4 separate regions of the Mus musculus genome follow, and all the other regions are linked to region 1. The links are chromatin contacts, called in public HiChIP or PLAC-seq maps. All regions are on one chromosome and are shown on one strand. The core of a region is the stretch at or near the end of the contact, and the rest is flanking DNA. Distances in the headings are between cores, read along the strand shown.

Region 1 (7,056 bases), core at 2,983-5,482:
CAGTGAAGAGTTATCATGACTGCATCCTCCTGTGCGCTAAGGTCTCCAATTAATTCAGAAGGAGAACCTGAGCAGAACACTGGTCTTCTACTTCTTGCTCTCTGATCCTGGCTTTGGAATGCAATGACCAGCTAGCTGTCTTAAGCTCCTGCAGCCATGACTTCACACACCATGAGACACACAGCCTTGTACCCTCCAACTGGGAGCCAAAATTAACAAGATTGCTTCAACCAGACACTTTGCCCCAACAATGCTTAAAGTGGCAAAAATACTAGGTACCTCTTTCCTTTTTTAGAGGCCAACAATTGCTTGAACTTACTAATTTAATGAAATCTTTCCTTCAATCCTTGTCCATTGATTCATCTAATAACTCAATGCTTTTTTGTAATTTCAATTCTGCAAGACTCTGTTTGCCCTTGTGAGAAAGAGGAACTAAAGTCATGCACACAACTTGATGACAGTCCGTTGGACCAGACATGACAATAACTCAATAGAAGGTAGGGAGCACAGCTCCTGCAGGGTAGGTGTGCATTAACCGCAGCAAGTTTGTTTTGTAAGGTGGATGGAAATGGTGAAACAGACAGCCAAGAGCTTGTCTACCTAGTCTCCACTTTCCAAAGCTTTGTCTGCTCCTCCGGAGGCAGTAGATACTTCACAGACACTTTGGATCGTGAGGGTTTGTCTTTTCAGACTCAGTTGATGCCCCCTCGCCACACTGGCCCATTCAGAAGCTCTCCCCTTGGAAGTCAGATACCATAGCCTAAGATTTCAGTGTCAGCCAAGTCCAGAGGACCACAACTTAGTCCCTTTCCAGAAAGAAGTGAACAGCAGTAAGCAGGAACAGATAGTCAACATTTGGGAGATGAATGGAGACCAGAGAAAGTTCAGCTTTTAAAGATATTTCTTATCATTAGTGTTTTCTCCAACTGGAAGTCTGTCTGGTACTCCAGTCTCTCCCATCTCTTCCCCTAGTGCCTGCATTTCAGTTCCCCAAGAAGGGGAAATAGAACTGATTCCTATTGGTCACTTCCAAGGAAACCTATCTACTACACAATGCAAGCAAGGAATGCAGGTTTGTCTCTGTTTAGCAGAGAATGGGAAAGAGAAGAGAAATGGCAGCATAGCAGGCTAATATTTTGATGTATTAACCAATGTGTTTTCCCCGTGATTTCCTGTTACTCTTTACTCCCCCCCCCCCCAAAAAAAAATCTGGGCAGTTAGACCATGAGTCATTCTGTGCCTCAAGGGAGTGTTGTCACAGCAGAGTCAGAGAACAAAAGAGACAAATTCTTGGCTTTGGAGTTTAAAAAGCTCAGCTTCGGGCTTCAGACAAAAAAGATTTGGACGACTATTTGATCCATTTGAGCCAATTTCTTTTTCCCCTGCCCACGTAAGATAAAAATTCCCCTGGCTGGGATACAAGAGGCAATTTTAAGGCAAAGCCAGAGGGTTAGAAGCCATGTGGTCTCCAGGGATCTCCAGGGCTCTTTTACCCTTCCTCTTCCTAGGCTTTGGAGTATTGGGTTTTAAAGTATTAAGTCAATTATTTCTTAGTGTATTTCTTAGTTGGGTTCCAGAAGGTAGCAAGTCTTAGAAATCGTTGTAGTAGGTATTATGGCCAGAGAAACTGCCTAGTATATACAGACTAAAAGGGCTGAGGTGACCTTGGGTGGGGGGGGGGGGGTGAGGGAGCTAAGCCTAAAATTCTCTATGACCCTCGGATATAGGGGTGGCTAACAGACAGCAGAGCTGGAGGAATGCCACAGTTATGGCAAGTATGATAACAGTATTCCCAAGGATTGGGTAACAGGGACTGGTGGTTTCAGATACTAGCCTGGGCAGATAACAATCAGGCTGGAGCTGGGGGACAACCTAAGTTCAAAACTGGTGAAATTGGGAGAATCCTAGGAAAGCTTGGGATACCCAGCAAGATCCTGGCTCAAAACCAATGCAATTCTGTCAAAGCAGCTTGAATTCACTTGGAGCAGTCATTTGAGCTTGTTGAACCTGCAAGTCTATCTGCACCAAATACTTCTCCAGATACGATGGAGTGACCCTTGATTTCAAAGTTTCTTCAAGAACAGGGTCACAGAAATTTGATGTCTTGACAAGCTCTGGACCCCTACAAGCTGCCTCAGAGTCAAAGCTTCTAGTCTGCCTCTTTATTTACCTCCTCTATCAAGCACTGGGAGAGGCTTTTTTCCTTCTTATCTACCCGATCAAATTCCATCCAAAGAGGAACACAAATGGCTGTAATGTCCTTTCTAGAATTTCATTGCCAACTTCATATTACAGGAAGAATGAAAGTCTAACATCATGTAGAATACAGAGGAGCCTCTTTCCAAGCCATTGTTGGCTCTTCTATTAGTTTTACAAAATGATTTGCTTGCCTTCTGAAATTACCTACACTCCACTCTCCCTTCTCTGTAAAAGTACCCCACCATCAACTACCTGTCCTCTTGGGTGTCACGCTATCTCCTGTATGTCTACATGTTGGTAGATTTTGTATTTCCTGTTCACCTGTCTACTGCTAGCTTATGTCATAGATTAAAATTCCAGAAGAGTGGCCCAGTGTGCTGGCTCTTGCTTGGAATCCCAGTGATTGGAAGGTTGAGGCAGGCAGACCAAATTCATGGCTAGCCTGGTAGAGGAAGCAAGTTTTAGGCCAGCCAGAGCTACCTGGTGGGACTGTCCAAACATCCCTCTCCCTCACCACTCTCCCAACCCACGTCACTGAAGCCTTAGATGGGACATTTGGATTTCCCTACATTGCCCTCCGTTCTTTTCCTACAAACTGATTTTAAAAGTGAAAACCCGTCACCTGAAAAGGCTCTGAGCCCAGAAAAGCCACTGCTTGCTCTGACAGGTTTAGGACATGGCTTTGCCCTGGACCTCAAGACATTAAGGCACACAGAAACTCATTTCAGCCACACTTTTATCATCTTCTGAACTGGGAGGACTCAGGACTGTGGGAGAAGAATTGTCAGCTTCCAGCTTCCATCTGAAGACATTCCAGAGCTCCCTTCAGTTGGAACTTTCTTTCTCCACCTTACAGTTACTGAGTATCTCACCTCTTACCTTGGACAGACCTGTCCCCAACATGGGGGGGGGGGCGAGTTTGGTTAGCCACTTGATCCAGGGGCCTTCCTGTCTTCTCTGGGTAGCACAGAGGTAGGGCAGAGAAAGCTTAGTCTTAGTCTAAAGCAGATCTCGGTGGCACTAAGGCCCCATCTGATTGGAGGGACATGAAGTAAGCAAGCCAACATATGGAAAATGACTCGTGTGTTCCTCAGCACCTCCCAGCAATAAAGCCCAAGCCCTAACAACGAATCATAAACCTGACAGACTGTATAGATTTTCAAGTTTGCGACTGAATTGCTTTGTCTTTGCTTGGCTAAGTAAATAAGTTTCTAAGCGAAGCCTCTGGTGTAGCCTCAGAAAGCTGGATGAAACCAACAGCCACACGGACTGTACACATGGCCTTATTACCCAATCTCTGAAGCTCACAGAATGACTTTTCTAACTCCGGTTACTCATTTCCTTCTTCTCCTTGTAATGGCACCAGACCTCAAAAGATCATTTCATCCCTTATAGGATGAACCTTTGGCCTAGTGACGTACCCCTTAGGCATCCTACAATCTCTGAGCAATGTTACCCCTGTCACATCTTATTGCTTAATTCTGTGTCTATTTTAGGTTCCTGGAGTCATTTGGCTTGGAGAGAACTTTCTGACGTGATCTCCCAACAGGCCTAGTGTTGACTCACCTTCACTTCTCATGGTTCCATTGCTAGCTTGTCCTGGCTTACGCCATTACTGCCCCTTGCTAGCTTGTCCTGGCTTACGCCATTACTGCCCCTTGCTAGCTTGTCCTGGCTTACGCCATTACTGCCCCTTGCTAGCTTGTCCTGGCTTACGCCATTACTGCCCCTTGCTAGCTTGTCCTGGCTTACGCCATTACTGCCCCTTGCTAGCTTGTCCTGGCTTACGCCATTACTGCCCCTTGGTTTGACAACTGTACTGAGCTCCTACACTCCTGTTATTATTTCCCTTCCAGGAAGATACCTTCAACATTTTATCATAACAGTGTCTTTATTTCTTCCAGTAGTTGATGAGGATTTGTACTGGCTACCCTAGTGGATTGTCTAACTTTCAATACATGATACCTACCTACCCCCACTTCTTTGTACTCTTACTTTGGTAACGAGACTGAAAAAAAAAATCTTCCAATCTGACTCATTGTTTAACATGGATATTTTGTTTTTAGTGGTAAAAGTCAAGTAAAATAATGTAGTAGTTCTTAGTCACAACGCCCAAACAACTGGATGGAATATCTAAAAGTAGAATTATCCATGTTTAATATTCTAGCCACTTACTTTGCTTTCCTTAAAGATACTGTGCATCGGAGTATAAGATGTTAATCATATTCTGTTAATTAGACCATAAGCTTAGTGAAGAGGGGCACAGACCATACACATCTGTATGAGTTGTTACATGCAGCTGCTTGATCCACTGCAGAGATGACATTGCATTTTGGAGACAGCTGCTTGGGATTAGGATCTTGCAAAAGTACTCTAACATTACGGTGAAGGTAGCCTGGGGCCCCCGCACACTCCACCCCATCTCTCCAGAGAACAGCACAAGTCAGGCCTGGGGTAGATCTATGCTGAGAGGAGGGATAATTACCCTGGACCAGCTTGGCCTCGGGTCGCAGCTAGCAGACTGAGTTATATCTATCAGGGCTTTTTAAAATGCTGACTTGGCTCCTTAGAAATACAAAACCTCAAACATCATTTCTAAAGGTCACTGGGAATGGGCTGGGTCAGAATAACTTGAGTCAGTTCTGGGCCAATACTATGAAAGAGGAAGTGGCTGAGCAGTTAGATAAGCTCCTGCAGAGTACTACATTGCTAACTCCAAACAAAGAAGAGGGCTTTAGAGCTGAGTTTCTACTCTGTAAGTCAAATGCCCATCAAGCAATGAAGTCTGCTCCCTTAATCGCAATCAGAGATCTTTATCATGACTTGCAAATCAGCTGTGCTCTCCTGAGAACAGATTTGCCACCTGTAAGCACTGTAATTCAGCAAAATTATGCAGAGGTGAAATTTTTGAGAAAAAAAAAAAAAAAAAAAAAGGTTATTTTCAACACAAGAACCATCCTTACAGGAACTCTGCTTCTCTGAAGCCCATAGAAACAGCCCGTTTAAAACAGACAAACAAACAGAAACAGTTACAGGGAATCGAGTTTTAAAAGAACTCTTTAAATTCAAATTCAAAACAGGATTGTGCTCTTCAGTAAGTGCAGTTTACAACTCTCTGGTAAACACTACCTGCTAACAGGGACAAGCAGGATGATGGTTAGTAATTTGGGCCTAATTCCCTTCACAAAAATGGACTTGTTTTAATCGACCGAAGCTGACGAGGCACAGTTTAAAGGATGTGTTCCAGGGCTATCCTGGGGAAGTCAGTGCACATGGTCCTCACATCAGGACCCTCCAGTTCTCACCCATTTGCTCTGGAGCCTTACACACATGGGCTGCAGCTGCCTTTGTATAAAACTGTTGCAATATAATTCTGTCACTTATATCATCACCTGAGCATTTAGATACCACCCGAGGAAAGCTGGTGAGACAATGCTTTGTCAAAATAATGGCTTCAGTGGAACTTTCATAGCACACATTTGAAAGCATCAACACACACACACACACACACACACACACACACACACACACGGGGAGGGGAGGGACTAGTTAGAAAACAAAATTGTTAGTAGATGGATGCGGTGAATTTTATGGGTTGAAATAGGCAGAAACTGTAACAGAAGTACAGAACTCTGCTAGGTGCAGTAGACAGTACAATTCTTCTGGGATTCTCTGGGATTCTGGGATTCCATACACATGCTATTTAACACAGATTAAATGGTGTGAAAGACCATATTAAATGACAGACCATACTGTAAACTTATCAGACTTGTTTATTCCTTAGAAAAATAAGACTGTATTGGGCAATGAAGTTTTAAATTTGTATGCGTCTCATTCATAAATAAAAACAACACTATGGAAATAAATGCTTGTGTTTAGAAATCAGTAATGGACAATTATACTTGTGGCTCAGATCATAGAAAAAAATACAAAGCATCCTTACTATCAGAAGATGTCTTAGACAATAGTCTAAAAATAGGACATCCCTAACGTTTCTACAATGTATTATGGAAACAGCTGTCTTTATCTCCTTTAAAATACAGCTCCTTTTTTATGAATGAAACACATTTTTCATTTTTTGTGATTTCTGAGAAATCGATAATTTAAGGTAATATTTGTGGCAAAACTAAGACATTTATACACATTCAAATCTAGCACAATGCACCAGTCAAGTTTTTGGGAACAGGTGATTGACAAACTATGAAAGCAATTAGAAAATGAGTGCTTTAACGATTTCAATGCTTCATGACAGAAGAAGCAATACCTGACATATAAATATCCACATTACAGAGCTTCAGCGAGAGAATACATCATTGTTGGATAATCAATGAGACTTGCCACTCTCAGAGTCACTTTAGAAACATTTTCATTGTCTAAAGTTTCCCTGTCCACTCATTAAGGAAAACAGAAGAAAGTAAAGGTAAAGCCACACATTCACAGCTTATCTATGGATGTGGATCAACTAGCCACAATTCAGGTGGGAACGAGAAACCATTTACTGACAAAGTAAAGGGAAAATAATGTTGGCTTAGGTTGTCTTCCAACTTGTGTCTACTCACTCTAGTAGCATCCGGGTAGGTAAGTTAACCCGTTTTTTCTCTCCTTCTCTCTGTATATAAGAATTGTTGTCTTTTTAATGACTACATAGAAGGCCACAAAGTCTCAGTGTTCTCTCACAAGTTAAGTTTGGCCAAGGACTAAGAAGTCATGTAGTTTTTCTTCTACCACTGTGCTTGGTTTGTAGTGTTTAAGGTCAAACCCAGTTCTCTCACAAGTTAAGTTTGGCCAAGGGCTAAGAAGCCATGTAGTTTTTCTTCTACCACTGTGCTTGTAGTGTTGAAGGTCAAACCCAGGGCC
Region 2 (7,056 bases), core at 3,350-5,849, 180 kb after region 1:
TGAGTCTGCTTCCGGATCAAGATACCAGAAAGCGTTCAGTTAAATAGCCTCCAAATGCAGCATGTATTTCTATATGTAAGGTTACCAGAAGTTGTGGAAGGAAATGAAAACATTCCATTCTCCTGCAGAGGGCTGAAATGCCCAGAAAGTTAGGGAAGTGGGGGTAAGATACTTGTTGGCAGAGCATCTTGTAGGTTGTAGGTGGCAAAGAAAGACTCTGTCCTGTCTAGAACCTTTCCTTAAAGGAATGCCTTACTGAATGAGTCGAGTCTGAGCTCAGAGCAGTCTGTAGGCAAAACTGCAGCTCCCCTTCTATCCTCGTCTCTATGCTGGAGTGTGGCCCAACAAATAATTGTTTACTCATTTTCTTGCTTCCACCCATCATATTCAACCATTGCAATCTATGTCTGAATTTTATGACTACATGCTGGAAGGCCTTCATAGCACTCCCTTTTATGCTGTTTGTTTAAAAACATATGTGATACCTTATTCTTTTGGGTTGGGGGGGTCTTTCTGCTTCCCCTAATAAATCTCTTCTTTTCTTTTCAAACCAATTTTCATGTCTTCTATTTAAATTTCAAAATTCTGTTCTTTTACCAAGTCTCGTCCATTTATAATTTTTCAACTTTATTTTTCGGCTTGTAATTTCTAGAGACATAACAAAACCACAAGCATTTTTGCAATATAGTTGGGGTAGTCATGTTTTAAAATATCACCAGTGATAATGATTGCCAATATTATTTTTTTAAAAATCAGTCTGCGTTCCTGACTCTGTGTCTCCACTTGAAACCTAAGAGTTTAAAAATCTTACTTCTTTTGCCCAGAATTCTATTCTCCATATCTAAAACTGATTTTTCTCCTTCTTTCTTCCTGATGCCTGAGAGCAAAGAATAAAGATAAAAACTGGAAGAGAGTGATTACACTTTCCAGAAGATACAAAGCTAATGTTTTGTGAATACTCAGCCACATCCACTTCCCTTTGAAAACGTACTAAGAGAGGCAAACTCATCATCTACCTGTCTACATCTATCTATCTACAATGCTCCAGCCTGAGTCTGACAAGCTTTAGAAATGTCTTGCCACTTAGCCACTGTGTGAGCTGTATTTGCAGCCTGCGGAGTAAGCAGAACCAGTGAAGGCAAGCGAGCATTCACCTATGCTATACCCAGGCGGACAGAAGCAATAAAGGATGCCAGGCTACTGAAGATCCACGCGCTTTGAAAAAGAATGCAAGAGCCATAGATTTGGCATTGGAAACCATCACAGAAGAGACAGAAGCATCGTAGATCTGTGAAGGAGATGAGCCTGGTTTCAATATCACAGAGTCCAGCAGGGCGCAGTGAGCCCAAGTTCAAGAAAATGAACTACAATCTGGGAAACATATGAAGGATGATTAGTGAGTGATTTATAATCCTCTTCTTGGCAACAAGACGAGTGTTGGGTGAAGAGCAATGTGGAGCAGGAATCTATCTTGTCCTATAGTAATCTGTAACTGGTCTGTTCTTGGGGCGTTTCGATGCCAAGCCCTGGTGCCAAGTATAGTCTCAGGCTCCGTGGCCACTTAACTGAGGCTCCAGCTCTCTCCCCTGGGTAATTAGTTCTGGGAGTTGTGTAGGTCAATGAGCTGTGCCTAAGAGAAGCAAAAACTACCGACTCACCTTAAAATCATACAAGTATTTTTTTCTCCATCCAACTGGAGTGGAGATGTTAAGCTTAACCTTTATGATGAAAGTGCCTTTCCCAAAATGTTGTGGTGATTCACCTCCCCACTTCTAGTGTGTGCAAATGGTCACTTCTTTATAGGGGAACATTCAAAGATGAAGAAAACAACAAAGCGAACTCAAGCCATAGAGTAAAAATGTTGTAAAGCAAGGTTGATAGCTCTCTTTTTCTACTATGTATTTGAATGAGGAAGGGCAGCATGGAAGGAAGCCAGACAAAACAGATACCTTTTACACACACATGAAATTTTTGACTGGGAAAAAGAAACGTTGTCACGGGGTTTGTGCCTTAGGAGAGCCGGGGAGCAGTGATGGCGTAGGGTGGATCTGCACATCTAGACATGCCATCACGTAACTCCTTCTCTCTCTCTCTTTTTAACTTACTGGAAGTGACAGGCCTTGGACTACGTACAACTCTGGATATATGGGAAGGATGTTCCCCACATGGCAGAAGGGAAATGGTTCAGACGTGTGCATTCCTGAGGCCAGCTGAATGGTGTGGTCTCCGGGAATTCCACGTATGTTTGAGTCAAGGTAGCCACAGGGGTGGTGGTGCATACGGACACTTTAGAATTGCCCTGTCCAGGTGCACTCTGCATATTAGGCTTTAGTGAGAAGAGGGAGAAATGGCTTCCAGCCATGGTGGCCATCTTTCTGTGTGGGGTTGCACCATCATCGTTTTACAAACAACATCCCATCAGATAACTGAAAGGATGCAGATTGTTTTGCACAGTATTTAAAAATATGTAAGCAAGTAGACTATAGGAAGGTCTCATACCTGTATCACCGAAAATGGGGTATAATTTCCTTTATGGTATATCAAATTTTGATCTCTCTCTATTCATAATTAAATTTGTATGTATAGCTTTATATCCATATGATATACCTATTTTATGCCCGTCCTTTTTTTCTTACAACACAATATTGTAAACATTTTAGGACATTAATATTGTTTAAACATTTGTTATTCAATGTGTGCCTAATAGTTCACTATATTACTACGTACTGAACTATTTTAAATGTTCATGTTGTTGAATCTTAAGTTTGCCTCCGTTATTTTATTACTATGTGTAACAGAGTAATGGACATTCTCTAATAGAAGTCTTTGCTGTATTTTTCTCCACTTCCCTAGCATACTATTTTCAAGAGGTTTTGTAATGTTTAAAAGATCAACTTGACTAAAGCCCTAACTGGAAACCTTATTTTTCTTAGTATGTCCTGTTCCACATATTCTGTTGATAGAGGATCATCATTTCCTTATAGTCTCTGGTTTTCTGTTTGTCCAGTGATTTAAAACAAATGGTCTTTCTATCAAAAATCCACCGAGATGATTCTTCAACCTCAATGCTTCATCTTGGTTGTGCATCACCTCAAATGCCAATACGCATTCTTAATATAGAAAATATCCCCGCCGACTGGGCTTGGTCTCTGCACAGCCATCGATCTGATGGTCAAGTTTCCTTCACCCACAGAGAGGCATCCTGCTTGGGTACTGAGGCTGCTTCCTGGAACGCAGGCCCCTTTCCCTCAGATCTCCTATTTGATCACAGCTTGGTTCACCTGCTTGTAATAGAATCCCAAAGGTGTGGCTCCCCAGAGCCTCCTGAAGGCTCTGCCTAGTGGACTGCGCAGCATGCGTCTCACACCTGCAACACATTTGCTTAGAAGTCTAAAAGAAAAACACCCTAACCCACACCCAGGGAGACAGAGATAGAATAGAGCATGGGTCTGGTTTAAATGTATGAATTATTACTCTTGAAAAGGAAATGAGGAGGAAGCTCAGCTACTGTGCATTCAAGCCTAGGTGAAGGAGGTGGGTTTACAGGGGCAGAGCTGAAAGGCTCTTAAGAGAATGGGCATTCAGTTCAGTTGTATGAATTTGTGAAGAAAAAAAAAAAAAGAAGTTTAGCTTTTTGGATCCTCCTTTACCCAACAGTAAATGAAAAATAACATCATCCGGTCCCTTATTGTCACAGTATCATCTGTGTAAATGTAAATTTTCATACTGGGTGTGTTGTAGTCCTTGGAGAAAAAGGAGTTAACACGCGAGCCTAATTCCTAACACAAGAAGTCAGATAAATGTGTTGTCTTTGGCTCTAGCATCTGAATGCGTAATGGCACTCTAATTTATTGCTGGCACAGAAGCCTCTCCTTGACATGAGACTTGCCTCAAAGTGCCATCTCCTTTAAGATATATCCAGCAAGCAGATATCAAACACTCCCTACTGCTTAATTGGCAATACTCACACATTCCTCGGTTTCCATATTGGCTTTAAGTTCTCTGCCAGCGCCACAGAACCTAATTTCCCATATTTTCACTATTATTGTTGCTGTTATTATCATTGTCATAAGCGTGGGTTACTTATCCCAGTAAAAGTGACAGCCTGTGTGTCCAAGCTGGCGCAAGTATTGGAGCATAACTAGCTCTGAGTAGGTTTTCCAAGTCACTGTAGCATGTGACCCTCACAGCCACTGTTTAAAACAGGCCTGAGCTCTTTTGCAATTTAAAAGCAAAGAAATTAAAGCCTAAAATGTCAAAATCACACCACAGTTCAGAGTCTGAGACCGAGGAAGAACTTTAGCTCTGGATATTTAAAAAAAAAAACCAAAAACCAAAAACAAAAAAAACCATTGTAGTTTTGCCTTCTGGTCAATTCTATTCAGTACAGTGAACAGTTTCTCCTCCCCTTATTATTTAATTCAACCAGAAATGTAAAATATGCGGTTTTCTATTTTTAAAAAGCGTTCAGTTTGAAGCTGTGCTCATCTCTATTTTCTGGTGGAGAATTTAAAGTGGCCTGCACTTGGTTGGTTGGCCTTACCCTTGCCAGCCTTGCTGTGGCTTGTAAAATGTTGCATGTTTGGTATGGAAATTACCCAGGGAGTGTGACTCTTCACCCAGACATGCCATGGACGCTGGTGGAGTCAGGGTTTTGCACTGTAACCTCTCCTTTTATGTTGCAGAAGAATTCTCTCTTTCTGTTGACTTTCTTTTTCATTCACTAGAAATGAGTTGCTTACATTCCTCTGACCTGGAGAACAACCTCTCCAGGCGAATTCAATTTGTAACTGTGCTGCCCACACCGTTACAGTGCCTTCCCTCCCTTTTATTTTTAAAGGGATACTGTTCTTGTGATGAGCTGTTATGACATATTTATAGGAAAATAATATTTTATTTAAGGACACTTTTTAAAATGGCCCTTAAAACGAAACAAAATGGCATGGATAAATGCAAAATATATGTGTGTACAATTCATATAGTCCCTGTGATTCAAGATCTCTGCCACCTCTCATGCTGAGAATGCTAAGAACAAAGAGATTTTTATCTCAATTTAAATTCTCTTGACATCTTAAAAAATCAGTTGTAGCAATATTTGTTTCCTAGTCGCCTTCACTAGTGTTGTCTCAGGTTGGCCTCAAGTGATGCTTACAGCCAGATCTGACCCTTATGTGCCCAGCTGGGCTCCAACATTCCCAGGAATTTCAGAGGTTGACAAAACCTGGCTCTAGCTAGAGAGTCACTTCAGCATTGAAGTTTTAACTAGGACACAAAAAAATCAAAGATTTAAAACATAGGAAGTTTTAATTAAACAGTGTTAAGTCCAAAATGTTATGTCTTGTTGTCTGAGGGCATGGACTAAAGGATCAATTGGACAAGAGCTATTTGGGCAATGAAAGTCTTTTGCTGACCAGTAAGATTAGAGGCCTTTGAAGCTGAACTTACTGCTGATATTTTCTTTCCATCATGTTGATTGATATCTCTCTGTTTATTTATTTCATTAACAGATATCTGGTGCTTCTCATTGTCTTAAAACTCCAGTGTTTTCCGGAGCTCATGGTCAACTGGCCAGGAATGATCCTTTGGACAAGCAGTCAGAACACTAATGCAAGTGGCCCTGTGATTCACTTTTAAAAGTTTTGCAACACACAAGATTAGGATAAGGCCACAGACTGAACTCCAAAAAGGAACAAGAAAACTTCAAACTCTAAGTGATAAAAATTTTAAGTCATGGTGAATTATCAACATAGCTACCACACACCAGAGTATTATTTTGGATTATGTTCATTTATCAGTTCAATGAGTCCTCACAATAACATTATTACTTCCACTTTCCAGTGAAGGAAATGCTCAAAGATTAAATAACGCTCTCAAGGGCAGGGCCCCAGATGTGACTCACTCCAGACAAGCCAAACCCTGCATTATCTCACCAGGGTTATCTTACAACATAAATCACAGCAGAAGGCAACACACAGCAGCTGGGAAGATACTCGGTTGGTAAAATACATGCCTCGTAAGCACAAGGACTTGATTTTGATCCCAGTACCCATGTAAATAATAATGAAATAATAAAAATACAGGCACAGTAGAGCAATATTGTAATCTCGTTGTCAAAGATGTGGAGACAGAAAGAAGTTGGCCAGTGCAATATAGTCTCCCTTCCCTCCTTCTATCTCTCTCTCTTTTGAACTCTGTCTTGAAAAGTATCTGATGAATGATACCTGAGGTTGTCCTCTGAACACCCCAAGCCTATGACACATATGAATACCATACACATGAACACACACACACACACACACACACACACACACACACAGAGGCAACATGTACAAAGTATTGTAAGAATTAAACAAACAAGCTGTTTCTCTAAGTCTGGTGGATACTGAACTTACCAACTGCTGCTTGTATGCCACAATGCATGCCACGATGCATGTGTTCTCAAAACTTTATCACTTAGTGAGATATAAATCATCATATCATTTCACATTCAGTCTTATCTTTCATGGTTGTTAAGGCAATAAACACATAGCAAATGTAAGCCCCTATTATTACCACTATTGCTTTAATATTTTAATGATGGGGCTGGAGTAGATCAGTGCTTAGGAGCACTTTATGCTCTTACAGTGAATCTTTTCTCTTCCCAGCATCCACCATGAGTAAAGTAGCTCACAACTGCTGGCAAGGCTAGCTCCAGGGGATCTAGCATCCTCTTCTGGTCTCTATAGGCACTGTATTCATACACAAAGCACTGCCACTACCGCCCTGTCCCCATACACATGTAATTAAAAATGAATCTTCAAAAAGTGGCGAGATTGTAGGTATTGATAGCTTTCACCATAATATTTTCATATTGATGCCCACTGTGGAATGTTTAAATTTAGTTTATCAATATATCTATTAGTTGACGTATTTTTGTGTGGGGCAAATGTTTAATGCAATTTTTTGGCAAATTTCAAGTCTATGATGAATTACCAGTATTTCAATTTGAGGAGATCAGCTATAGAAGCTAGTGAACTTGTTAAAGTTTACCCACTAGAAAGATCTGCCTGGCTTGCT
Region 3 (7,056 bases), core at 2,030-4,529, 130 kb before region 1:
TATACTGAATATCGGATCTCTTAGTCCTTCTACAAAACAAATCCTTGAAAACCTTTATTACATGTGTATAAGTGATTGGGAGGATGAAGTCTACATCACAGCAGCAGAAGGAGAAACACTCAGGATTACAAAGATTTGTACATTTATTTTACTTGTTCTAGCTGTTATTCTTATTGATCATTTCTGAGTAGCTGGATTTCTGAGTAGCCGGTCTTAAGCCTCCCTCTCCCAGACAAGGTTCACCTGCAGCATCTTCCATTTTTGCCTTACTCACTTCTTTCACTTTTAATTTCTGACTTGTTCAGTAGCTGTCACTGTCCCCTACTAGCTGCAAGGGGTCACCACATTTTCTTTCTTCTCCACTATATCTTCAGGTGAGCTGACACTTCATCCAGCCACACATTTGGCTTTCAATAAACCATTTGGTAAGTAAATAGTCATAGCCAGATATAGAATTATTAAACTGACCTCTGTTCAGTGCCTCTGATGTCTATAACCCTACTGTAGTGATTTCGAAAAAATAATTCATTTATTCTTGAGAACTAGTGCTTTCTGTAAAATTAATTATCTTAGTGGAAGAAACAAAGCCAGAAGGCTGTGGAATACAAGAGCATCATCATTGCATATTCTTGGATCGATAAAACATCTTTTCACAGTTAAAAATGCATTAATACATTAAAGCTTAATAGAACAAACATTGTTTTTATCACCATTCATCCACGAGGCAGAAGAGTCCTCGGTTGAGGCAGGCTTGAATTATGAGTGAATGGAAAGAACAGTCCACTAAGACCAGACAAAAGCCAGATAGATAGCATTTACTTTCTAGATGAACAATGTGCTTCTATCTAGTATCCTACAGGAAATAAATGCAAACCTCAAATTTACAGTTCACATCTTCCCAGGATATACCAAACATTCAAAAATTTAGTGGCTAATAAAAGAGAGAACCAGATTTGGAGAATGTGCCAAAGTCACAGATTATTATAAAATAAAATTAGCCTTTCTAAACCAAGTCTCTGTGAGAATATCAGGTTCTAAATATGGTCCACGGCTATTAGCATTTTAAACAAATGGTGCAAAAGTTGGCATTAGAACATGTCTGTATTATTTGTTAAATACTGGGAAGAAATTTAAGTGACCTTTGAATATACAAGGCTATTAAATATCATGAGAGAAGAAAAAAATGGCAGTGGTAAACTATAGCTTGTTATGGAGTAAGTTTGTGTTTACTTGGCCCGGGTTTCTAAGAGAGCGTCCTCATTCTTTGAGATTCTGGGCAGCAGGCTCTTACTTAACAGAAACCCACCTTTTCTTTGATAACTGAAAGTCTTCCATTTCCTCACTGGAAGGAGGGATTTGAACTTTGGGGAGCATGTGTTCATTTTCTGAAGTTGTTACTATCTTTCCAAATTGTCTACTACAGTATCGATATCAATTCTGTCTATACATCATTTTGTCTGTACATCATTTTGGCTATAATTACTTCATAGTCTCCTATCTATCTTGTCTGATGCTGTAGCTGGGGTAGTTACTATGGTAACACATCTCTTAGAAATACTGTGTTTCTGTCTAAGTAGGTTGACAGAATAGTCAGAAGGATTGATCAATTTTCTCACTCAAAACCAAATGAATGAGAATTAGGGTAGTACTTGCAGAGAAGATTGGATATTTACCAAGGCATTCAAGTGGCAGGCTGCACAAGCATGGCAGAGAACAGTGTCTTTCCACATTCTGTGGCACTCCTGAGATGACCGCAACATTCTAGCAGTGATTTGGTGGCAATGTTATATGGAGTCCCTCAAGTTATGAAGCCAGAAGTTAGGAGAGCAGTTTACATTAACAAGTGAAGTTTGCACTTCCATGGGAGGTTTGGTAAGCAATACCCCTTTCACTTTATAGATGCTTAAGGAAGTCATGAACATCCAACCATTGTGTTAATGTATTATAGCATTCGGTAGCTGAATATGTAGGTTACAAAGAACTGACATCATCTCTATTCTCTACCTCTTAATAAATATTTAAGATGGCCCCATAAGTCAGACTTTCAGTGACATTTTATATACCTCCTTCCAGGTGTTTGGCATGGGTCTACCTTTACAGCTCAAGCTAAATGTGCAATATAGGCAAGCCAGCAGCAGCTTTTTGACATACCCATGACAAACAAGACTCATTACCAGTCAGAAAAGAGAGAATTAACTACTGGTGTGTTACTGGGTAACTAACTGGGTGTCTAAAGAGTTGCTTAGTCATGCTTTAAACATGGCATTGGGATATGGAAGACTTGCTTGCTTAAGTGACAACAGATGCAGGAGAGCTTTGGACGACTGCCAATCCAAGAGACTGTTCATGACCACCTGTTTTCTAGGTCATGGAAACTTCTGCTTTAGGAAACAAAAGAATCCTAAAATCTCTTCCCACCAGAAGGACATCCACAAAGGTAACTAATTGATTTCAACCAATTCATGGGCCAATTCAGTCAATGTAAAATTACTATTTGTTGCTTCACAGAATGAAACTTCCTAGAGTTGAGGGTGAGAGGAAACTTCCTAGAGTAGAGACAGACAGAGAGAGAGAGAGAGAGAGAGAGAGAGAGAGAGAGAGAGAGAGAGAGAGAGGTACTTAGTGAAGTGTATTAGCTAAACACAGGACAACCACCAAGAGCCCGGTGAACAGACAGACATCCAAGTCCTGTATGCAGGAACTCATCTGAGCTGAGTCCTGGGACTGAGGTTTAAAAGATTGGCTAATGTACCATTTCTATTGAATTTTTAACAAAGGTCTTTGTAACCAAGAAGCTGCATTGCCAAACAAAGCATATGGACACATTAGGGATGTGAACGAAAGGCTTGTCTTCCATCTGCTGACTCATCAAGTCTGCAGTGGGACTTCGCAGAGCTGACACGTTTCTGGAAGCATGAAGTTCTCCCTCTTCCTTATTTGGAGATTCCAAGCAGATGCAACCCAGCAGAGTGCTAACCCTACCAGCAGGATTAGATGATTGTTTCCTCCGGAGACAAGTCATTTAAGACCAATTCAACTTTCTCTGAAAGATCGCCAATACCAAGGAAGTACAGCAAATACTCTCAATGGTTTGCTTTCTAATCACCCATAGGGTCAGTCCTGTAAATCACAAAACAACTGGGGAGAAAAACGTAGTGCCTGACTCAATCTTTAATGCTATTTTTTGTTCAGCCTTTTCGAATAAATGATGACAAGCAGCTTAAGGCATCATCGTGATTGTGGATGACAAGCAGCTTAAAGCATCCTCATGATTGTGGCAGCCTGAGAAGCATGGGCATGGTCCTTAGAATCCAGGTTTCCACCCCCTCAGGACTGCCTCTCACAGGCTCTGCTTCACTGTTTTCTGGATTCTGAAATACAGAGGTCAGAGGCCATCTCTTTGGTTTGTCGTCTTGTCAAGGCAAGAGCAATAGAGGTATGTGTGTGTCATCTAAGAAAATTTTCAGTCATCCTAGGAAAACTTACTTCTAAAGAGAGATTCCATGAAGCCTTTGGAGGCATGCCTGTGCAACTTAAATCATCATGTCTTGCTTCTACTTGAAATGCAGAAGCTGAGTTTTAAAATGTAGCCTTGGCTTTCTTGAAGTGGACACATGGGACCACTTCTCATTGGTAAGGCTTTGGTTCCTATCGCTTGTTCTGTTCCATCCCTCTATAATGTTTAACTTTTCTTTCTAGAAATATCTCTCTACTGCCACCAGATCTTTTGCATTTCTCTGATCTCAGTATTGAGTATACATACTACATTGTTTATCCCTGGGTTCCAAACTCCCTTGTGAGGCATACAATAGGCAAGGTATACCTAGCTCTATTTTAAAATATTAAGTTACAAGATAAATCAACTATGGTACTGGCCTGAGAAACCACAGAATCAGGATAATAACATAGTCAGACCCCTGGCTCATACTCTGATATCTGAAGTCACCCCAGTCAAAGTTTGTAAATGGGATCCCCATGAGAATGACTTCAGTGGAGCAACCGAGAGATGCAGAATTCCAACTCCACTCTAGACTTACTGGATCAGAGTCTTCATAGGCTCAGCCCAGTGATCCCTGAATGTAGCTGTGTCTGAGGGAGGCTGTTTTACCAACTCTTACACTCCCTCAGTTGGGCAGGCTTTTTTACATTCTTGACTTCTAATTCCCCATATGGAGACCTCCACTGCTTACATTTCTAGGATGCCTTTCCTCAGTTTCTTTAAAAAAACAACAAAAAAACAAGAACGAAAACCCTAATTCACCCTTAAGCCCTACCCCAGAAGCCACCCTCCTGCCCATCTGACAAGTTACCTTTTCAGTGTCTTCCGTTAGAATCCGTTATGAAGCCCCTCGTGTAAACAACATCTTGGGAGGGACGAAGATCTATTTTTGAAAGTGTGAAAGGGAGAAATGAGCCAAATGCGTTGAGCAGATGTCAGCAGCACCATGACCAAGACCACCAGAGGGGAGGGGCACTGTACAAGAGGAATCAGCCTCTTTCCCTTGCCACTATGCAAGTCCAGCCCTCCCTCTACAATTGGCACTCCTGACCAGTACTACAGAGCCAAGCCATTCACTGTCTACCTCTTGTAGGAACTACGATGTCCAGGGAAAAGTGTCTTGGCAACTTCATCTCAAAGAATTATATAAAATTTAGTTGATTTTTACTACTCATGAGGCAATGACAGTGTACGGATAGTGAGTCTTGATCATTTTAGGGTTGGTGTGCATTTCCATTCTCATAAATCACTTAAAGAAAATGATTCTCACCTAAGAAGTGGGGTTATGTCCCAAAGACATGGTTGCCTCAATTAGCTACAGATAATAACAACCTCTGTCAGGAAAGTGGTTTTTTTTTTTTTTTTTTTTTTTTTTAAGAAGTGCATTGCTTCCTCTAGTACCTTGGCTGCCTGTCTGATGTCATCATCTAATGTGCTCAAGAGAAGGAGTGATGTCATCATGATGAGCTATAATTAGAGTGAACCAAATGTCCTGGTTTGCCTGAGACAATCTTGGTTTATACCCTTCGTCCTAATGTAATCATTAGTATCATTCCAAAACCTTCCCAGTCCAGATGATATAACTGTTATATGATCTTTCCACTCAATAGCAAAGACATCCAACAAAAGCAAAGGGGACAGAGGTTACTTTTCAGCCCATGATTCTGACCATAGGCAAATAACTGCTTTTATGACTTGGTTTCCTGTTCTCCTGAGACAAGCTATAGAAGTCAGAAAACCATTCTCTCTGACAAGAGTCTGCTCTCTGTCCCTGGTTTCATGAGCTAACCATGTAAGCCATTGCCTTAAGATGCCACACCCTAGGATAGAGACCTCAGCTTTAGACAAATTTTGCTGATCAAGAAAGAATGCTTGAGCCATGAGGTAGAATTTAGATAGTTTCCCAATCTTATACATTTTGGCTTTTCCAATACAATGCAATGTTAAATTTGAATAGGATAGGCTGGTCATGCAGCCCAGTGACTTGGGTAGAAATCAGGCCCAAAAGTACTGTTCCAACTCTGCTTGCTGGAGACTTAAACTTGGGGGAAGTGTCTGGTCTCCTCTTGTTTTGAACCAGAGCAAGAATAGAGCTATCACACAGGAGTGCTCTAAAGGTTGACCAAGAGAAAGATCTTTTAATGAATATCTCATGTGAGGTACTAGCTTGACATGATGGTACTGACAGAAACAACAAGGTTTGTCATCGCCTTTGCTTTTCATTATTTCTTGCTTTTATATATATATATTTCCTCAATAACAGTTATGTTTCCTAGAAAGCTTCAAACTGTAAAACCATAATATATTTGATTCTAAACATAGCAGAAACATCCCCAAGTAACAGAATAGTCTTTGACACTTTTGGAAATTAATGAGATTAAAAACACTTCAGTTAACAATAGGTCAAAGAAACATACCATTGATTAAATTGTGGCCTTAAACTTTTGCTTTTTTTACTTATATTGGATATTAGTTTTATTCTTCATACAAAATATGAACAATTAGCTTCTATATTGCTTCAATTGGCTTTTTTTACAAACATTGTGTATAAGAGAAATAAATGCATACCACGAAATTAGTATAAAGTACTAAGTTACACAGTTTTAAACGATAAAAGAGCATAATACAAAATAATATATACACTAAGACTATCCCTATATAAACTAATGGACTCTAATCATAAAATGAGCTAACTAATGTCAAGATGGTGAGATTATGAGTGGATTTTCAAAATAGAATTTCTATATTTTTTTCAATTAAAATAGAATATTTCCCCAAAAGGCACACCAAACCCCCATGTTACTAGTTTCTGCTAGATGCCCACACTGGGGCATGTCTCTTTGGTTCAGATTGCCTAACTTGATGCTAGTTCAGGAAGGATCTCATTTCCATTTGTGCAGTATGCTGTGTTCAGCTCCATGAGTAGGGACCACATGGCAGCCATCTGGATGGTTAATTGCTTGGGGTAAAAATCCCAAAGAAGACATAAGGAGAAAAAGGAGCAATACTTCCCGGGTAGACGCAAATTCAAACCAGAGAGCTTAATGCACCACCTCTGAACTATACCCATATTCCTGTTCACTGACTCTATGGACTACCAATAGTTGTAGGGAAAACAGTCCTTCTCTTACTTAAAATATTATAGAATATGCTATACACAAACAGTCTCCAAAATGTGTTTTTAGTAAGTTCTACAGGAGAAGCATCTAAATATCAAGTAGGTAACATAGACATGGCCACAAGGGTTGGGCCAATGAAGACCCAGAACATACATGGGTTTCTCTCATTCTTACAGACACAGATACCTATCGTTGAGATCAGAGCTGCTTCAGGCTAAGTTCACAAGGGGTGTGTAGAAAACTTCCAAATGCATCTACGACGTTTCTCTGAAGAACTTACTTGGACCTGAGAGAGCATTTAGATGAGGCTTTGGGATTTAGTGGCACCTATCAAGTGTGTCAAAGCACTTGTGTTTCACAAATGTGGCATTTCTCATCTTTATCTGGGCCCAATTCCCTGTAACCAGTTTTAAATCCCTCCATGGGTCAAGCATTAAC
Region 4 (7,056 bases), core at 1,184-3,683, 130 kb after region 1:
CTCCCAAAATTTAGTTTTGCCCTTGAAAATCACCAATGCTTCCCCCATCACTGCCTTCCAGAGAGAGAAGCACCTTGTACAGATTGCTGTTTTGGTTTGGGTGGCGAAGGGTCAGGGATACAGAACAAGGGGATTTGTTTCATCCCCTCCTTGATGATAACAGAGTGGCTACTGGAAAGTTAGGCAGAAGGGAGCTTTAGATGTCAGAGGGTCGAATGCAAGTTTAAAACACTCATAATATCGAAAGTGTCTGAAGACGATGCATGTATACCCTTGACCATTCCAATCACAATTGCGTACACTTGCTTCTTTAACTTCTGTCTTAGTTACTGTTCTACTGTTGTGAGGAGACACCATGACCAAGGCAACACTTATAAAAGAAAGCATTGAATTAGAGCCCTGCTTACAGTTTCAGAGCTTTAGTCCATGATCATAGCAGCCAGCAAGCAGGTATGATGCTTAGAGCAGTAGCTGAGAGCTACATCCTGATCCATGGTCAGAGAGGGAGACAGAGAGAGGGAGACAGAGAGAGGGAGACAGAGAGAGAGAGACACAGAGACACAGACACATAGAAACAGAGAGACAGAGAGAGAGACTGTGCCTGGTATGGGCTTTTGAAATCTCAAAGGTCACTGCCAGTGACACACTTCCTCCAAAGAGGCCACACCTCTTAATCATTTTTTTTTTTCAAATAGTACCACTCCCTGGTGACTAAACATTCAAATATATAAGCCTATGGGGCTATTCTTATCCAAACTACCACAACTACACAACAGTGAGTCTTAATATGCATATTCTCTATATGCAATTTTAAAAACATTCTGTTGAATTCCTGTGGTGCATGGGATGTCTTGAACAAACAAGTTGTATCCTGTGTGAGATAGAAATTACATTTTTTTTTGTGGGTTAAATAGTTTGAGATGTTTGAGTTTTAGTGAGGGAGAGTACGGACATGGAGAGGCAAGAATAGATGCTTCTTTGAAATCAATGTTCTTGACTATGAAATAATTTCACAGGACCGGAATGGTAGTTGCCATTTATATGATAATATATAAATATAGTTGTAAATCATTTTACTGAGCAAAGTCTCAGTTAATTTTCTAAGAGCCCAAATATCAATGAGAACCAGGTAGGACCTGTATACTGGGCAATACCCAACCAGAAGGGAGTGTGCTGTGAGCCTGGTGTCCTGAGAGAGGAAGTTATTGGCTTGACTGAAGACAGCCTTAGTAATGAAACAATTGAGAATAGATTTTTAAAGCATCCCGTTGAATTCCTATGATGCATAGGCTGTCTTGAAGAAGCAAGTTGTTCCAAGGGCAATGGCTGAGACAAGAGGCACGGCTTCTCTAAGAGTCATTGGTTTTCCTTATACTGATTTCCTAAGACCTCAGATACAATCTGCATCTTTAATTTATCTCATCACTCTTGTGAGACACTTTCCTGCATATGCTATTGAATTTAAGTGAAGGCAAATCTTTATTTTGAAACCTATGAAAGCTGCTATTAAAGACAAAATAAATACACTCCAGGAAAGATAACATTTTTCACAACAGATGTGAGAGCAAAGGATCTGATGACATGTTTATTAGCAATGGATACAGTGAGCGTTTCAGTTTGGCCCAGCACCCAGAAAATGCAGATGTGTATCCAGATGCAAATCTCTAGAGTCTGCAAAATACAATTAGTATTGGATATTTCATGAAATCTCTGGTACTTCCTGTGTGACAAGAAGTACCCTTGAGAGTCACCTAATTCAGAATAGTTTGGCAGTTAGGTTTTTTTGGTCTTATTTTTTCTATGCTTTATATAGTAAGAGCCAAGAAATATGCAGGTTTAAAAAACAGAGAGAAGAAGATAAGGATAAAGGGATGACAGGGAAAAGGAATGAAAGGAGGAGGAAGGAAGGAAGGAAGGAAGGAAGGAAGAAAGAAAGAAAGAAAGAAAGAAAGAAAGAAAGAAAGAAAGAAAGAAAGAGAGAGAGAAAGAAAGAGAGAGAGGGGGAGGGAGGGAGAAAGGCAGGGAGGAAGGGAAAGAAAAAAGGAGGGAAGGAGGGAGGGAGGAAGGGAAGGAAGGAAGGAGAAAGGAAGGAAGGAAGGAAGGAAGGAAGGAAGGAAGGAAGGAAGGAAGGAAGGAAGAAAGCAAGCAAGCAAGCAAAAGAGAAAGGAAAAAGAATAGAAAAAAAAACAAAACTGAAACAAGAAGCTTACTAAACTATATTTGACCTTCAAATTTGGAGTTTAAAAAGTGTCCCTGGCTTAGAATACAGAATGCCTGTGTTATCTTTCTGTATCCTGGGTTATTTTTATTAGTTCTGAATACAATGAGCAATCCTTGACTCTTGCAAATATTGTTTAACACATAAGGTTAGACTTTAATTACTTGACTGTTTTTTCCCTAGTGGGAAAGTTCTGACTAAAGTCTTAGCAAGTCTGACTTTCTAGTGTATGAGCAAATTTTAATCAGAAAGTTGGACTCAGTACAGTGACCCATGCTCTTAATAATGTTTATTTAAACTAAAAGAATATGTTAGTGATTACTCAGAAACTGAGAATTTGTCAGTTTGCCTACTCTGCTTGTCTGTGCAGAGTCAGATTATTAGTTAAAGGATCTTCCCATCTCATCAATAAGGTGTTTTGTTTGTTTGTTTTGTAATTTATTTATTTATTTATTTGGTTCTTTGGTTTTTTTTGAGATAGAGTCTCACTATGTAGAACAAATTGACCTCGAACTCACAGAGATTCAAATTCCTTTGCTTTCTGAATACTAAGATTAAGGCTGTGTTGTCTGTTTTGTTTTGGGGGATTTTTTTTGTGTTTTGTTTTGTTTTGTTTTGTTTTGTTTTTTGAGACAAGAACATGGTATTGAATTTATAATCTTCCTGTATGCTGTGATTAAAGACATCCTCATCAGTCAGTTAAAAAAGAAAATACTATTATAGCTGCTATTATTCTAACACATATATCAATTTTAACTTCACTGTTTTATATTACAGTAACAGTAGCTGACATTTTTATCATTCCACACAATGATAATGGAAATAATGACCTTGTCACCAATCTCAATATTACAATCACTTTATAGAGGATAAATTTAAGGCTTGGAAAATTTATGTTACTTCTAGTAATGGTTACAGAATTGGGCTTGGGATGACGACTGAATGGAGAAAGATCTGCTACACAAGTGGTAGGGTCCTGAATTTGGGTCTCCAGGAACCATGTAAAAAGTTGGGCAAGCTGCAGGATGCTTGCAATCCCAGCACTGGGGAGGTAGACAGGAAACCCACAGGAAAGCTGGCTAGCAAGCAAGCAAGCTTAAATCTGTATTTAGGATAAGACTGTGCTTTCATAAATGAAGTGAGCAATGAAGAAAGATACTGAAGATCAACTTCAGGCCACCGTTAGCACACCCCAACACAGACAACCACAAATACACATACTCACACACATACACATACTTCTTTAAATTAATTTTAAACTGTTTGTTTATTTTTATTCTGTATGTATTGGAGTTTCCCTGCATGTGAGTCTGTGCACCATGAGTCTACAATGCCTGTGGAGGCCAGAGAAAGACATTCCATCCCCTAGAAACTAGAATAAACTGGTTAGCAGCCATGACAGTGCAAGAATTGGAACCTGGGTCCTCTCTGGGAGAGCAGCCAGTGATCTTTACTACCTAGCAGCCTCTCCTGCCTCTTAGCATTCATTTTAATTAGGAGAAAACATCATTGAATTTTTAAAATCATTTTTGTAACACTGGCACTACTTTTATAATCTTGTTTAGAAACCCAAAAGGATCTTAATCCCTCAGTCTGACAAATGGCAAGCTGGCTTGGTGATGACTGGTCCATGCTCTCTTCTCTGTGCCAGGAAAAGGTGCATCTGGACTCAGATGTTCAAATATCTGCCTGGTGGAGCCACCATGGTTCCAACACCCAAAGGGATCTGATGCCAAAGCAGGAACCTGGAGTTGCAACAGCAATTAGTACAAAGACAAAGCTTTTTAAACAATGGATTTATATCTGATGAAACAACAATAGCCAAAGAAAGTGTTATTCAAAATGTGGGGATGCAGTCTACAAGGCCCCTTCTAGTCTGGCCTCTAGCTCTCTAGCTCTCTTCACTGAATAGCCTTAAAACTTCATAATCTTCACCTGAAAATGTCTGTTCTAAAAAGTCAACAGTATGGATGAAATGTGTGTGAGACATCATGTCGAATTAATGTCCATGCATACATGATTCTTGTACAAGAGCCAGACGTAAATATGTTTTCAGGAATGTTAGAAAACAGAAAATTTAAAATACTTGTTTCCATGGGCCAAATAGAGGATTTTAATAATTTTTATTGTGACCAAATACCATGTTTGTGAAAGTGCCCATATGTTTCATTATTCTTCACTCATCCTTTTGAGAGGCATCCAAGAAAACTAGCTTAATTCCTTTCATAATCACACTCTGTTTAAGACCCCAAACCACGTTCCCCTGCTTGGTCATTTGCCTCTGTCACCAGGAGTGCTTCTAAGTGGTTGTGACAGCTGCTAACACACAAATCCACCCTCAAAGTGAAGCTTTGCACAACTGAGCAAATACCAAATAATGTGCTAGAGGCCCCAGCAGCAGCACACAAGGACCACTTCCCAAAATACTTTTGGACCAGGAAGCAGCAACATCACTGAGATAAATATCTTGTCTCTTAAGGCAACTATTTCCCCCTCATGTGCATGGGGAGTGATTTTCTTCAAACATGCTGAACATTATGCATTTAGAAAGGGATGACATTATGCATTTAGAAAGGGATGCTGGTGAACTTCAAGTGATGTGGAACCCGTTAGGAACTTAGAAAGACACACTTGCAGAGAGTTTCAAAAAAAATCTGAAGAGTCTGCAATGGAGTTCCTGGACTTGAGAGCTTTAACAAACTTCCTCAGAGGATCTCTGTACGGTGACTGACAGGCAGTTGCCTTCAGTGGGATGATCTAGGCACAGTGCTTATAAGCATGCATGATGTGATCAGGAATGTAACTTTCTAATGTGTGTTTTCATTCCTTAAACCACTCCAATCTAGCTTAAGATTGTGTTTGGGCTCTTAATTATTTTCAGTTTCAACTCAACTATAGAAGTTAAACATTTCTGTGAGACTTTAAGCCATTACTTCTTCTAGGATAACAAATGAAATCTCTCCCACCCAGAGCTGAAATGACTAGATGTACAGGAATATGGGCTGAAAGCCTCCTCTGTACTTGATGTTGTTTTGGGGAAGGAAGCCTTCATGGAGGCAGGGGTGTAAATATGAAGAAGGCCTATCTTAGAGATCTTTTCTGTTCAAAAGCAGGAGATGAAAGGTATGTAAGAGGGTAAATAATCCTTACCACAGCATAAAATAACACCACTTCTTTGTGTGTGTGTTATGCCAGTGTGTGCACATGTCTGTACACATGCTTACAGGAGATAAGGGATGAATTCAGGTGTCCTGGTATATTATTGTCCACCTTATTTTCTGAAGAAGAGAATATTTTGCATCTGAAACTCGCTGTTTGGTCTCGGCTGGCTGTCCAGGATCTGCCTGTCCATGCCCTTCAGCACTCAAATTAGGACATGTGCATCCATAACTAGTTTGTTTTTATTTTGTTTGTTTGGTTGGTTGGTTGGTTTGGTTCATTTTTTTAATAAAAACAAGGATGCCAGGAATTGGAACTTGTGTCCTCCTGCTTACACAGGAAGTGCTTTTAGCACTGAGCCCCACCCCAACCCAACAACTGGATTTCTAATCATGTTCATAGGGCACTGACACCCCCTGAGAGGTTTTCTGTTTTGTTGCCTTTTAATGTTTTGTTCTCTGAGGTGATAATAGCTTTTACAGATAAAACTCATGCCATGTATTTTAGAAATACAGACTAACCTTAAGTCGCGTATTTTAACACCCTTCCTCCCCACCCTCGCCTGCTGCTGGTGATCCACACAGGGCCCTGCCTTGCTAAGCAAGAGCTCTACCTCTGTGCTACCTCCCAGTTCTTCCTGCACTCTTTAATGTGCTGATGTGCAGTCTCATTCTGCTTTATAGATCTTTTAGATGTTAGGAGCTTTGAAAATCTTCATTATAGGAGGCTGTGTGGAGGGAGGGAGGAAGAAAACAATACAAAACTCCCAGCTTCCTAACTGGGGATGAAAATTAGGCCTGTTGTTTTGCTTCAAAGTTAAAAGGTGGAGTCTCTTTCTCTCCAGTTCAAAGGCAAGTGAGCAACGTACATGCTCTTCATGATGAAGAGGAAACTTAAGGGCTCTTTGGAAAGTCGGTTGGATGGTGTATTGCTGGGGCAAACATGTGAAAGAATGTTTAGCTGAAGCAGACACAGATGAAAGGATGTTCTGCTAAAGCAAGCACATGAAAGGACACATGATGAAGGATTCTTTGCTAATAACATGCATGTATTGCTCTGCCTTACATTGCATAGTTGAGCTATATTTGTCGGGACTCCATAGAGAGAAACGCACCAAGAAAACTTCTTGTGGTGTGCTGCAGTTTCTTGGCACTTCCACAGACTTGGCCTGATTGGCAGAGTGATGTCAGCTGAGACAGATGCACCTGCTGAGGCAGGACACGTGGAGGACACACGCTGTTTGGAGGGAGTATGAATAGGACTCAATGGACAGTGATGGAGCCTGAGTTTGGGTTGCTAGTACAGCTAGCTGTGCAATGCTTGGGGGTGTGGGGGTCTCTCTTCATTGATCTTAGCTTCCCTGAGAGAGGCACAGCCAAGAACATTTCCTGGTGTCCCTCAAGGACCTTCCTGCTGACTTGAGCCAAGGCCTGGCTGTCTCTGCTAGGTTGTGTCATTAATGTTGCTAACCCGACTCTACCTAACTGGACTGTTGGCATATTCCGGAAGTGTTTGTAAGTGGATCGAGCTGCCACTGCTAACCTGTAAACTGAACTGCTGATTTCCAGACAACACAGAAAGGAGTTGCTGCAAAGAAACCTTTCTAAACAGGTCCACTCCTCCCGTATCCTTCCTTTCCCACTACTTCCGATGGGTAGTGGGCTAAAAGGGAGGGTAAA

What was found. HiChIP or PLAC-seq counts read pairs in DNA pulled down with a chosen protein or histone mark.
Region 2: a contact with region 1 is called in a CTCF HiChIP or PLAC-seq map of the NIH/3T3 cell line, with 19 read pairs. The contact joins two enhancer-like sites. A contact is called at or near these places in 2 of 39 promoter capture datasets (maxillary cranial neural crest and second pharyngeal arch cranial neural crest), 2 of 15 datasets of contacts at CTCF or cohesin (both in the NIH/3T3 cell line), 13 of 484 Hi-C or Micro-C datasets (the 3T3-L1 cell line, 3T3-L1-derived adipocytes, the C2C12 cell line and 7 more) and 5 of 115 datasets of contacts at active chromatin or transcription factors (the NIH/3T3 cell line, embryonic fibroblasts, fibro-adipogenic progenitors and 2 more).
Region 3: a CTCF HiChIP or PLAC-seq map of the NIH/3T3 cell line shows a contact between it and region 1, with 10 read pairs. The contact joins two enhancer-like sites. A contact is called at or near these places in 1 of 15 datasets of contacts at CTCF or cohesin (the NIH/3T3 cell line) and 2 of 484 Hi-C or Micro-C datasets (cerebral cortex and nephron progenitors).
Region 4: a contact with region 1 is called in a CTCF HiChIP or PLAC-seq map of the NIH/3T3 cell line, with 8 read pairs. The contact joins two enhancer-like sites. A contact is called at or near these places in 4 of 39 promoter capture datasets (the HPC-7 cell line, frontonasal cranial neural crest, maxillary cranial neural crest and 1 more), 1 of 15 datasets of contacts at CTCF or cohesin (the NIH/3T3 cell line) and 2 of 484 Hi-C or Micro-C datasets (the 3T3-L1 cell line and 3T3-L1-derived adipocytes).

What each region holds. Positions count from the first base shown.
Region 1 is chr1:163,378,954-163,386,009 of GRCm38.p6, forward strand. It overlaps Gorab (golgin, RAB6-interacting), which reads right to left. Exons shown (of 5, transcript NM_178883.6): 5 at 5,950-7,056. Among named protein-coding and RNA genes, the nearest start is that of Gm24940, 20 kb to the right of the region's middle. Within about 2 kb of position 4,233, at least 114 of the 459 cell types and tissues checked have an H3K27ac peak or open chromatin away from gene starts, as enhancers often do. A contact at or near this core is called in 3T3-L1-derived adipocytes, the C2C12 cell line, the NIH/3T3 cell line and 5 more, where this site is marked.
Region 2 is chr1:163,556,597-163,563,652 of GRCm38.p6, forward strand. All of the region lies in intron 1 of Gm32333 (a long non-coding RNA gene), which reads right to left. Among named protein-coding and RNA genes, the nearest start is that of Gm39689, 19 kb to the right of the region's middle. Within about 2 kb of position 4,600, at least 61 of the 459 cell types and tissues checked have an H3K27ac peak or open chromatin away from gene starts, as enhancers often do. A contact at or near this core is called in 3T3-L1-derived adipocytes, the C2C12 cell line, the NIH/3T3 cell line and 5 more, where this site is marked.
Region 3 is chr1:163,249,667-163,256,722 of GRCm38.p6, forward strand. The region is part of intron 3 of Prrx1 (paired related homeobox 1); the gene reads right to left. Among named protein-coding and RNA genes, the nearest start is that of Gm20471, 27 kb to the right of the region's middle. Within about 2 kb of position 3,280, at least 29 of the 459 cell types and tissues checked have an H3K27ac peak or open chromatin away from gene starts, as enhancers often do. A contact at or near this core is called in the NIH/3T3 cell line, where this site is marked.
Region 4 is chr1:163,510,583-163,517,638 of GRCm38.p6, forward strand. No RefSeq gene overlaps it. Among named protein-coding and RNA genes, the nearest start is that of Gm39689, 65 kb to the right of the region's middle. Within about 2 kb of position 2,434, at least 16 of the 459 cell types and tissues checked have an H3K27ac peak or open chromatin away from gene starts, as enhancers often do. A contact at or near this core is called in the NIH/3T3 cell line, where this site is marked.